2 separate regions of the Mus musculus genome follow, and region 2 is linked to region 1. Evidence: chromatin contacts called from public Hi-C data. All regions are on one chromosome and are shown on one strand. Each heading gives the region's core, a stretch centred on a gene start, on an enhancer-like site or on the middle of the called end of the contact. The rest is flanking DNA. Distances are from core to core; before and after follow the strand shown.

Evidence for each region. A called contact is a pair of places that touch in the nucleus more often than the background predicts.
Region 2: a Hi-C map of myeloid progenitors shows a contact between it and region 1, with 1.7 times the contacts expected there. The contact joins the enhancer-like site here to the promoter of Exoc4 in region 1. A contact is called at or near these places in 3 of 39 promoter capture datasets (3T3-L1-derived adipocytes, the C10 cell line and hippocampal neurons), 7 of 484 Hi-C or Micro-C datasets (the HL-1 cell line, cerebral cortex, cortical neurons and 4 more) and 4 of 115 datasets of contacts at active chromatin or transcription factors (bone marrow-derived macrophages, embryonic stem cells and neural tube).

The regions. Positions count from the first base shown.
Region 1 is chr6:33,246,121-33,252,763 of GRCm38.p6, forward strand. Exoc4 (exocyst complex component 4) reads left to right here and starts at 3,008. Exons shown (of 18, transcript NM_009148.4): 1 at 3,008-3,118. The coding sequence starts at 3,033. It also overlaps the pseudogene Gm1401.
Region 2 is chr6:33,396,537-33,402,857 of GRCm38.p6, forward strand. The region is part of intron 7 of Exoc4 (exocyst complex component 4); the gene reads left to right. Among named protein-coding and RNA genes, the nearest start is that of Gm38785, 43 kb to the right of the region's middle. Within about 2 kb of position 4,840, at least 20 of the 459 cell types and tissues checked have an H3K27ac peak or open chromatin away from gene starts, as enhancers often do. A contact at or near this core is called in the HL-1 cell line, bone marrow-derived macrophages, granulocyte-monocyte progenitors and 1 more, where this site is marked.

The sequences.
Region 1 (6,643 bases), core at 1,758-4,257:
TCTCTCTCTCTCTCTCTCTTCTTGCTCTGGCTATGATTCTCAGAGATTTATTGAGTAGATACAGTGAAAATGGACAACCTTGTCTTGTTCCTAATCTTAATGGGAAACTTATTTTTCATTATTATATATACTGTTAATTTGTTTTTAAAATTCCATTATATTTGTGCACTTTCCTTCTTTTTGGACTTTTTCTTTTAAAATACAAGTAACAAGATTTATTCCAGACAAGAGTACATTCACATATGACCAAGGAACCCACTCTCACCTCCCTCCCCAATGACAGTGGGGCAGGTACTTAACACTCCTGTGTTAGCATCTGTGCTTCTTCTCCGTCATCCCTGGTACAGCCACTGGAAAGTCTAATCTGCACAACCTCAAGTGATGCCTGGTGTAATAGAGTCAAGCTCAGTCTTTCATCCCCACCCCTCGCCCAGGACTGCAGAAACACATCGGGGAGAGGGGAAGTATGTTGAGACACCAAAGTCCCAGGACTGAACTCTTAGCTTCTTCAAACCAGTCTTTACTCTCAGCAGGGCTTCAGGGGTTTCCTCTTGGCCCACCTGAGAAATTAGCCCCACCTGTGTGGACTCAGCAACCCACCGAGGGAAGCCAGCAATGAGGGAAGCCAGCAACGTGTCTTGGCTCTCTGGCCTATGTTAAGTGTGGGTGGGCTAAAAGAGCCCCATAACCTATTCCCTCCTGGAGGGCAGGCTGAGTTCCCAAGTTAGGAACAACTTCTACAACTCTTGAAATTTATAAAACAAGTTTTGAGCCATATTTAAAAACAAACAAACAAACAAACAAAAAAAACAAGAATCTAACTCCAAAAGGGGGTCTTTAGAACAAGCTAAACGGTTCATTTAAATTATTTATACTAGTTATTAACAAGGAAGCTACAAATGGAAGAGAAATTGAGGGTAATAACTTCCTGGAACTTACCACATACCTCTATGGCCCCATACAACTGTGGGAAGACATGTGAAATGCTAGAGTGGGCCCTGGAACTGGCCACTAGTCCCTGTGGTGTGACAATGCACCAGAAAAGAGAAAACCAGAGACCTGCAGGGGCTAACAAAACAACAGACCCAGCAACAAGGCCAAGATAGCAAAGGCTGGGGCCACAGGTCCCTCTCTCCTGCGCCTCAGATTAGCCTCTGTGCTCAGCCAAGGAGGACAAAGCAGGAGCAATTCTCCTCCGGAGGGCAAGTGGGCCTGATTCCAAGAGGGCAAAATCTCCTGGACTATTCCAGAACACAGCCTGCTCCGCGCCAAAGAAAGCCTGCTGTTCAGTTGCACTGGAAAACGTGCTGGGAAGACCTGCAGGGCCCTCCTGCTTGTACAGCATCTTCTGTTTAACCATGGCCCCATCTGCCAAGTGGGTACCTTCTTCCACTGAGTCACCCACCATCTCTGCACCCAACTCCACTTCTTCCTCTGGCTGGCCAAGAACCTTCAGAGAGACCAGCGTCTCATAGCTGCTTTCCATAACATTTCTGTAGAGCTCCTTCTGCCAGTCCTCCAGGTTCTCACACTCTCGTTCTGAGAAACAGACCCCATCATTCTCAAGGGACCCGGACACCTTTGGGGTTTCCCCTTACTGCCGGGAGGCAACCAAAGGACCCAGAAGTTATTGTGGCGAAGCAGGTTCTCTACATTCTCCAGTCGTGGCGGTAGCAGCCTGTACTCCTGCAGCAGGGTCCCCAGCACGGCCCACTTGCCCTCCGGCTGGTTGCTGAACTCTCTGGCTCGAAGTCAGCCAGCTTCTTCTCTGCTGACCCTGCACGTCCCTCCAGGTTCTGCACTCAGGCAGCCCGGGATTCCATCTTCTTCTCCACAGCTTGAATAGCAGCCACCACTGTCCAAAGTGAGATTTCTGTGGTCTGGAAGTATGGGCTTTTCTCTGTTGTTTGTGAAGGTGGTGTGGCTGGAGCTAAAGGTGTGGAGCGCCGTTTCCTTCTGTGCAGAGCAGGTGTCGACTCCTCCGACTCCTCCATGGTCTCAGTCGCCCCACAACACCGACTGGAGGGAAAGTGCTTGGACTTTGTGCCTCTCCACCAGACGCCCAGACCCTTCTGGAAGCCGCCACCGCTGCTGTGCTGATACAAGGTGTGCTATGAGAGTAACCCCCCCCCCCCCCCGCCCGAAGAACTGCAGTGGTTCCTCCTTTTTGGGACTTTTTTTTGAGTGCTTTTATTTTAAAAGTATGGTTGAATTTCTACAAAAGATTTTCCTGTATCCATTGAAATTGGTCTGTGGTTCTCAACCTGTGGGGTTGACTCCTTTGGGGTTGCATATCAGATATCCTGCATATCAAATATTTACATTACAAGTCACAACAATAGCAAAGGTACAGTTATGAAGTAGCTATGAAATAATTTTATAGTTGGGAGTCACCACAACATGAGAAACTATATATATATATGTGACAGCCCCTAGGACAGGTACTTTTCCCCCTCACAGCCTGCAGCCTGCGACTTGGCATAACCGCAACAGTGAACTTGTACATAAGACGAATATAGAAACATTCAGTCTCAGAAAAATACCAAAGAAAAATCTCTGTGCGTGTACATTTTTGCATTTGGTTGATTTAAAGATGGTATTTGAAGTTAATATTTTTGCACACACAAGCATTCTTTTGGGACCTTTGTTTAAATAGAAGAATCTGCAATTTATCATCAGATACATTAAGTTAAAGCGTGTAAAATTATAAAATGGAGTAAACTGAAAAACAACTTAAGGTCTGTCTGAAGAGATCTAAAGAGACAGTAAGGAGGCTTGATGAAGTTGCCCTTGGTTTATTGTCCAGGCATGCCCGGGACCGGCAGAAGAACTACATTTCCCAGAATGCTTAGAGAGGACAGGAGCCTCAGCCTCCAGCTGAGTCTCAGTCCCGCCTCCTAACTCCAGGGATTGGGTTTTTCACTTCCGCGCCTAAGCGCTTCTCTTCTGCCATTGGTGGATGTTCCGGGTCAGCCGCGGAGTTTACACTTTCCCGGTCCTGTCAAGCACCTGGCTCTCGCTCCCGTACCAAGATGGCGGCAGAAGCAGCTGGTGGGAAATACAGGAGCACAGTCAGCAAAAGCAAAGACCCCTCGGGGCTGCTCATCTCGGTGATCAGGTGAGGGAGGCAGGAGGCAGGCAGGGTGAGGTCAGGGCAGCGGCTGGACTTCCGCGGTGGAAGGGAGAGGCATCGGCTGGGCCCCATCCGCCGGCCCTTCTCTCCCTTTTGGCCTCCCCCGCCCCTCCCCAGGGCCTATTGCCCGCCCCCGCCGGGCAGTGTTCTAAGACTCTCTGGGGCCGGGGTTAAGGGGAGGACACCCCACCTCCCCAGTCTTCTCCTCGGGGCATGGCCTTTACTTCTGTCCCCGGTCCTAAAAGCTGGCCCGCTTGGGTTCGGGAAGAAACCCAGCGCAGGTGTACTCATTCATTCCTACAACAGGTTCTGGTTGACCCTGGTGCTGTGCACACTCCTGAAGGCCGGGAGGTGTCCTGGGCTCGTGGGGATCAGGCCCAAGTTTCCTGTTAGGAGTTGCAGAGTGTCCAACTTTGGGCACTTTCCACTACCTGTGAATAGCCACAGCTTCAGATCCTAGGTTTTGCGTGAGCTGTTAGCATTGAATATTAAAGTGATCCATCCATCCTTCCTTCTTGTTTTGCTTTTTTCTTTCCTTTTCCTTCCTTTCTTCTTTCTTTCTTTCTTTCTTTCTTTCTTATTGCTTTCTTATTCCAGTTTCTTACTCAAAACCATACAAAAATAGAATTTCAAACTGCCCTCCTCATTACTTTTTCCCTAAACTATTAGGGTGAGAGTGGGGGTGGTTGACTATTTACTAGTCTTCTTCTTCTTATTTTTAAATGTTTAAAATGTTAAACAGACTTAGATCAGCCTGAATAAAATGCATTATGACACACTTATCCATTGTTGTCATTTGCATTTCATCCCATATATTTTCCTAAAACAAATACCCCTTGCTTCCCACTTTCCTCGACTTATCCTTCACTTTGATTTGAGTTAAGAGAGCTCCTGTAATGATCCTGATTATCTTTTTAAAACCTAGGATCCACCAGAATCTGGTAGGTTAAGCCCTTGAGAGAATGGGTAAATCAAGCTTTGAAAGGCTTTAAAAGTTTACCATTTAATCGACTGAAAAGGACCCGTGTATTGGTTTATGGCAGAGTTTAAGAGAATGGCCTGTTTTTATCAATTTTATTTTAAAACGAGAGGATAGAACTGTCTGTGAAAGTGATACACTTTGTAGGCCCTGAAGAGAAAACACTGCAGGCACACATTCTTAGTTTAACAATGTACAGTTCAGATTTATCCCATGATATTAAAACCTCAGCCGGAGCCTTTGTAGTAGTGCGCCTTAATTTTCTCTGGAATTCTAATATGAGTGTTTGGAATCCTTTTCTGATCTTGTTTTTTTTTTTTTTTTTCCTGCCAGATAGTCAACACTCTCTTATACAGTAGATAAGTATGTAGTATGGTGCCTAGCATTTATTTAGTACTTAGGAAATATTTGTTGAATGAGGGAATGAGTGACCTGAGTTATGTATGCAAAGACAAGATATATTATCCCCTTTGAGGAGAGTATGGGCCTGGAGAAAGATGGCGATTCAGAATTCATGGAAGGAGTGGTCACTTCCATGGAAGTGGAGTGAGTTAGGGAGAATAACAACTGTAAACAAATGTCCCGTCCTCTTCCTTGTGCTTCTGAAACTTTAGGCTATATGTCAGATTCCTTAAGTGGCAGTTAGATTTACCCTCAACATGTGATACTTAAAAACTGAAAAATAACTTAAAAGCTTTCTGACGGATTCTGCTGTGGAGTCGTATATTTACCTGTAAGGACCAATTCCTTGCCGTTTCCAGGGGGCATCACCACTGCTGGACAGTGTACCTCATTGTTTTGTGTTGAGTTATGGCAATGGTTCCACCTTTAATACACTTCCCCATGTTGTGATGATCTCAACCATAAAATTATTTTGTTTCTACTTCATAACTGTAATTTTGCTACTGTTATAAATTGTAATGTAAATACTTGCTATTTGACCCCAAAGGGGTCAAGACATACACCACAGGTTGAGAACCACCAAAGTTACATGTAGCCCCGTCTGGCTTCAGACTCATTGTGTAGATAAGAGTAACCGTGAACTCTTGCTTCCATCTCCCAAGCCCTGGAGCACGGGTGTCCACCACCACATCTGGCTTTCTTTGGTTATCCATCCCTCATGCTCGCCTGCATCACCCTCACTTTATCACTATGATTTTGGCCCAGACATCTTTTACTTTGGCTTTTGTTGTGAAGTACTGCTTTAATTTTAACTCCTAATCCAGATGGTGTCAGGACACATGCATGACATGTTCCCTTTACTGTGTTTTTTACAACCATGCTGTCGAGGTATATCCACACTTATGATTCTAGGCAAGTTTAATAAAGATTGGGCTTCGTGATTATGCACGAACACAAGATTCGATGTTTTTGCTGCTGAAGTGTTGCTGTTTGTACCTCAGCATTTCTTTTTATACCGAAAAGTTTGGCTTTGGATTGAGGGAAGATGTTGCCAATCTCTTTTGGTATTTTCTTCCTGATTCTCTTTTGTGCTTAATCCAGTGAGAGGAGAAGGGTAGTATAACTTCAGCGGTGGGATTTGGGGTGGGAGGAGTCTGGGCTGGCAGACAGGAGTAGGCCTGTGTGTTTCTCATGAGTAACTGTGTTTCTGCTCTTGGTATCTGTTTAGCTCCTGCCCTTCATGCTGCTTCTGTTGCACAGCACAGTCATTATTCTCAGGTCCTCCCATGTACTTGAGTTATCTCCTCTGTCTTTAACTTTTCTCAGATTCTCTCAAGAGACTAGACCTTTTCCGGTTGCTTTGGCAACAAGCTTCACAAAGGGAAACCCATTTTAGGGTTGTGTTTATAAAGTCCGAGTATTCCGGAAAGGGTCCTTGGTGCTTGCTAGCTCGTTCTTGTTGCCTTTCACCTGGCATTTGTCACAAAATAGGTTAGTGACAGACTCCACTGTCTTTTGAACAGTTTGATTGGCTCACCTTTATGGCTTTACATCACTGAGCAGCAGCAGGTTTTCTGGTGTTTTGGAATGTTTACAAATTTCCTTCAGTTCTTTTTCAGATGTATAAAAATACTATTTCTATACTAGGTTTAGTGTTGTCACAATTTATATTGCATCTATCTGTCTGTCTATCTATCTATCTATCTATCTATCTATCTATCTATCTATCTGAGATATGATCTATAGCTTTGCCTGACTTATATTTGCTGTGTACACCAGGCTGGCCTTGAACTCACAGAGATGTATTTACTCTGCCTCCCAAGTGCTGGGAATAAAGATGTGAGTCACCACAGTTGGCTAAAATGTTATTTTTAATAGTTTGAAGAGAAGAACATTTATTGTTGTAGACACTTTATAGTACTGGATTAAACTCCAGATAAGGTGTAGTGTAAGGACTGAGCTAGTACACACAAAGGAAATGCCCCAGTCTCATTGCCACTTTTTCCTTTTGTTTGTATGTGGATTTTTGAAATAGGCTTGCATGTAGCCCTCACTGTCCTCAAACTTGCTATCTAGGCACCAATAATTTAGAATGTCTTATCCTGCTTCCACCTCCTAATGCAGATTCT
Region 2 (6,321 bases), core at 3,590-6,089, 150 kb after region 1:
AGCTAGAGAAAGTACCCAAGGAGCTAAAGGGATCTGCAACCCTATAGGTGGAACAACATTATGAACTAACCAGTATCCTGGAGCTCTTGATTCTAGCCGCACATGTATCAAAAAATGGCCTAGTCGGCCATCACTGCAAAGAGAGGCCCACTGAACACACAAACTTTATATGCCCCAGTACAGGGGAACGCCAGGGCCAAAAAATGGGAATGGGTGGGTAGGGAAGTGGGGGGGGAGGGTATGGGGGACTTTTGGGAGAGCATTGGAAATGTAATTGAGGAAAATACGTAATAAAAAATATTAAAAAAAAAAAAAAGAATTCAGCCTTGCAAGCTGCATGCTAACCTTTGTTAAGCTGACATCACTCCCTAGTTGGGGGTTATGTCACTCAGCCCTCAGTTAGAGCGCTAGTTATGCCTGCACATGGCTCTGAGTCTGTCAGGGAAAGAACAAGATAAATATTTTCTTATAAATATGAACGGAATAGTTAAACAATTATTGTCTAGAAACCAAGCTGATAAGCATATTATATTGTCTGAGGCCTGAGAAATAAGCAAATTAATTACATGCAAATAACTGTTGCGTGTGAAGTGTGGGATAATAATAGTATCTAGTTAAATGTTTATGGCAAGTTTACTTACATGGCACAGTTCTGTGCTAATTTTTCTGTGGAAAATAATAACTATTGTTTTCTTTTTGTTTTTTACTCCTAAATGTATTGAAAACTCATTCTGTTCCTCCATCTTTGGCATGCCAAGAACAATTGTAAAGATTATGAATGACGAAGAAAGGATTTCTGCTGTGGAATTTTTCTGCCTTCAGCACACAGTTGCCATCATTACCACTATGTAACCCATGGGTTCTTTTTATCTAAGAGTCTCACTTAGTAGTTCATCCTCATAGATTTTCTTTTGACTTTTGCATGAACATCTTCTCATGTCAGCATCTTGCTGAGCCTCATGTAGCTTTCTCTCTTAAGGTAAAAACAGACGAGATACTCACACAGCTACCATGAGGGCTGATGAGCTAATGTACTCAGTTTTCAGGGATGGCCTGACTTTTGCTGAGTGCCTGCCTACCCAGAGTCAGTGGTAGGTGGCTTTGCACTCTGCTGTGGAGTTCTTTTGTTGTGTCTATATGGTACTGGATGTTATGTTAGAGACAGCGGTTTCTTTTTTCTTCTTTGAAATATTCAGGTCATTCACTTGGATTGTATGCCAGAAACTTCAAAAGCTAGGGACCATTGTAGTTGTGATGGGAAGTAATTGTTTTTATGTACAACTTTGTAAGCTGTGTTTACTCCCTGTCACTCTTCCTCCATAGGGTGATATACTATTTGATTGATCAGAATGTTGCTAGGTCTCAGGCACTTAGCTCACCTCTATGCGTTTCATCAGTAACCCTGACATTTACACAATAATTTGCTGAACATTATGGAATGCCAGACAGTATGATTAATCATCTTTTGTCAACAAAGCAAGAAGTAGAATGGAAATGACTTTTGCTTTGATTTTTGATGTAGCCAGAATTTTAACCTGGAATTTAGTAGGAAAATAGGATATTTGTATCTTGGACTTGTTTGTTTCATCTTTTCTCAAACATGGAAGGATTTCCTTAAAGTTGAGCTGTCTAACCATAGATAGACCTTCATACCTTGTCTCCTGAGATCTTTTTGCCAGTCCTCTTCACTGATTGCCATGTGGAACTTAGTATTCAGGATGCTGGCAGTCAAATATTTCTTTAATGTATTTTCAAAGGGCAAGTGTAACTTCTGTTCCATTGTTCTTCCTCTTATATAAGTTCCCAGGTAGAGAAATTATGCTCCTTTCATATAGAAGTTCCTAGATAGAGAAATTATTCTAGCTATAATCATAATAATTCTGGTTAAGAGGAGTAGAAAAGTCAGTTGGTAGATTTTTCAGGCGAGAATCTATTTTCTTATTATAGAAAAAAGATGGGAGACATAACTACCTAGTGTTTTCATTATTTGCTTTCAGTCTGTGATGCTTTCAAGAGTCTGAGAAATAGGGTATTTAACTTCTCAACTTATGACTGATAGGATCATCGTAAAAGTGCTCCAGTCTAATGGAAGCTTAAAATGCAGTCCTTAGAAGTGTTGGATTGCACTTGACAGTGATTTGTATGACTATGGATTATTAAACCTCAGCCTAGAGAATGTCCTGATTTTAAAATTCCCTGTTTTATTCACTTGGTCTGCTGTGAGGAGCAGTCATGCTTTCTGTTGTCTTATGTGGTAGATTAAGTTCTAGTTAAGGCCAACAAAGCTGAGCTCCAAGGGAGCCTTCCTTCTGTGGACTTTCAGACAGAGTTGTCCCCGATTCCTTGCTTCCTTCGCTCTTGACCTTGTTCTCTATGGACAACTAAGTGCTGTTGTTTCAGCAGGCATAAGCATGAGTCTCCAGTTGACATGTGTCCCTCTGAATGTGTCCCTCAGAGATCAGTGACTGCTATATGCACCATTTTATTATATTTAGTAAGTGAGCCCTCATCATTTCTTAAAAAAACCTTGTGGTTTAGGCAGCTTTGATGAGTTATGCACAAACTTGGTGGTCAAAAATTTACAGGATTTATAAATCAGGAAACTTTGATTTTCGTAATTGGGGCTTGAAAACTTGTTTAACATAATTATCAAGTTATTTAGTTTTTCTGTATCAGTATTTGTCTGTGTACTAGTCAGTGTTCTATTGCTGTGAAGAGACATCCTGACCATGACAACTGTTATAAAAGAAAGTATTTAATTGTGGGCTTGCTCACAGTTTTAGAGGGTTAGTCTGTTATCATCATAGTGGGAGCATGGGGACATGGGAGCATTAAGGCAGGCACGGTGGTGCAGGTTGAGAGCTACAGTTTGAATCATACATCTCTCTCTCTCTCTCTCTCTCTCTCTCTCTCTCTCTCTCTCTCACACACACACACACACACACACACACAGACACACAGACACACACACACACACAGAGAAACAGAGCGAGATGGAGACAGAGAGGGAGAGGGAGAGGCAGGCAGGCCTGTCATAGGCTTTTGATACCTCAGAGCCCATTCTCATTGATATATTTTCTCTAACAAGGCCACACTTATTCCAGAAAGGCCACACCTCCTAATCTTTTAATTGTTTCAGACAGTTCCACTCCCTGGTGACTAAGCATTCAGATATATCAGCCTGTGGAGCCATTCTTGCTCAAACCACCACAGTATGTTTTATGACTATGCCACTTGGTGTTTGTTCCACAAATACCCACTGTAACTTGAATATATTTCCTTGTTTTCTACAGTGTTTTTGGACTCAATGCTATTTTGATAAGATTACTTGCAGTGATTATTATATAGTCCTTCGTTTTTGTTTATCCTTTCACCTTTCCTGCTTTCACGTTACTGTATGAACATTTTGAGATAGCTAAAACTTAAATACTTTGTGTAATGAATCTCAGTTTAACTGAAGGTGTATTGATGCCCCAGAAAAGCTGAAGGATCAGGGTGAGTACTAACCAAGGGAGAGATGACTGCAGGATAAATATCAAGGTTATTAATAGTTGGGTTGGAAAGACTGATAAAGGAGAAGCGGGTAGGATAATGACTTAATAAGTACAATAGTATTGAAACAATGGAGTCTTAGGCTATTAGGGAAAGAATTGACAGAAACATGGCTTTTTATGTTGTGTGATAATCAATTTTAATGATGTTTTCCTTGGACCTAAAATAATGAACCAAGTATAAAACTTCTTTGCAATAATGGTTTGAACATTATTTAAAATATTTCTTTAGGAAATTATCAGCCTTCCATTTGTTTATGAAATTTCCTTCCTTCCTTTTGTTAGTTAATTTATTTTATTGAGTATTAGAACCAACATTTTTGTATAATTTTAAATAATTTGAAATTTTAAAAAGTTAAGATACAATTTACCTTTAGTAAAATATCATTTTAGAAGATAGTATTAGTTTCTTTTAATATTTTAATATTCTCTCAATTATCAACACTTTCTAAAACTGGAATGTGTTTGTCATTCAGAAAGGAAGTTGGTCATCAACTGTCAATCACCATCACCAGTGTCTCCTTTTCCTTTTTCTCAACCTTTGGTAACCACCAACTTCCCTTTGACTCCATATATCTATTTTTTTCTCTATACTCTCTATAAATGAGATTGTTCATTACATTGCCTTTGTGTATTGGTCTATTATACAGTGTAAAGTTTTTAAGGGTCATTTGTGTAATAGCCTACCTATCTCAGTTCCAGTATTCTTACTGTTTCTTATATTTTTAATTTTATTAATTCTTTGAAGATTCCATGTAATGCATTTTGATTGTCATCATCCCCTCCACTCACCTCTCCACATTCCTTAACCATCCAAATTGGTTTAATACCTTTTTGACTTTTTAAACAGTTGGTTATAGTTGGTTCTGCACATATACTCTTGTGTATGTGGACTTCACTGGAATGTAATCACCCATTTGGTCATGTACCATTTAAGAAAAACACCTCACTTTTTATTAGCTATTAACTGCCAACATTTTTTTGTCGGTGGTGAGACTTTATGCTTACCTCCCTTCTTCATGCTGGATTTGTCTGGCCTGAGCCAGCTCAGGTCTTGTTTGTGCTAGCTCAATTGCTGAGAATTCATTGGTGCAACTTCTCTGTGGTGTTTGAAAGCCACTGTTTTCTTGCAGTCATCCACATTATGGGTCTTGTGATCCTTCCATACCTTTTTCTGCCACAACCCCTGAGCCTTAGGATTAGCACATGTGATCTAGATGCACCTTCAGCATGGAGCAGTCTCAGTTCCTCATTCTCTGCCCTTAGATCACGTGTGGGTCTCCGTGTTCATTACCATCTGCTGCAAAGGGAAACTTTCTCTGCTGAGAGTTGGCTCTTGCATCCATTTATGGGTTTAGCAATAAGTCAGTGGAAGCTGGCTCAACACTATCCATTTAGCAGAGTGATAGTAGTAGCTTCCCTTCTAGGGACTGTGACATGGCTAGCCACATGTTCTTGGCCTTAACTTCAATTGGAAAATGGAGAGTACTCCAGTGGCATTCTGGCTACTGTTGTACCAGTGGGCCTGTCCTGTCAGGCCAGTCATTGTAGTGACAGGGCTCACAGCTAGGTAAGATTGTCGATTCATTTTATCCTCTTGTACTGTACACAGCACCTTCTCGCACTATGAACTCTCGCCAGTGGGGGTGAAGCTTCCCACTCAGCACCAGCTTGAATTCCCTCGTTCTGTCACTCCAGCAAACAGTGTTTTCAGCAGTGTGGGCTTACTGACACATTGTGAAGGATAACCAAAAGCATTGGCTAGAGCCTATAATATTGTGTGGGATGGGTGTATTGATGGGACTTCACTTGCCAACAACGCCAAAGGAAGTAACCCTTCATTGCATTGGCTTTTTAATTTGGCATCTTGTGATGTCTAATAGATGCTTTGTTGCCCTGATAAAGGGTAATTCCATTCAAACTGTTTTTATATGTGTGTTTAATTTATTCTTTTATTTACACATTTACCTATCTACTTAGTGTATGTACACAGTAAATGACATGTGTGTCATAGCACATGAGGTGAGAGGACTACTTGGAGGAAATGGCTCCTTCCTTCAGCTCTGGGTTATGGGGCCAAAGTCAGGTTGGCAGCTTTGTTGGTGAGTGCCTTTATCTACTGAGCCATCCCATGGAACTTTGCATTTAACTTTTTGAAGAAACTACCTGTTTCTTAAGTTAGCCCTACTATTTTATATTCTTTCCATTTTGTTCATATTATTTGAAATCTGAAAGACATATTACAGAAAAATGATTTTTTAAACCAGTCTCCTTGGACCTCATGCATGGTAGATTGAATTATTATGTGAAGCTCTGGAAAGTCATGGGATTTTAGAGCTAAAGAGTTGTGACAAGTCCGTCTTTCTAGTCTTGTGCATTTTGTTTGCTGTATTTGCTCTGTCTAGTGCGGTGCTGTAAATAGTAGGTGCTTAGTACATGTTTCTCAATTAGTGAATCCAGTTACTCTGCCATACCTCCTCCATAAAGGGAAATAGTGCCTAGAGAAGTGAGGTGACGTCCTAACAGTCATTCAGAGGCTAAAGGGCCACGCAGTCTACCATTCTCTTCCCCCTGTCTTTGCCTTTAGTCAGTGTTAGCTCCCGGTTCTTCCTGACCCCTTGGTCTTTGATGACCTGGTACAAGGCTGCATGATTGTTTTCTAGCTGTGTTTTGAGGCCTTATTGACATTTAATGAGTGGTCTTGTTCTCATGAAGTCATTTGCATGTTTACTGCTGAGTCCAGAAACATAAAAAGCGAGAAACATTTAAA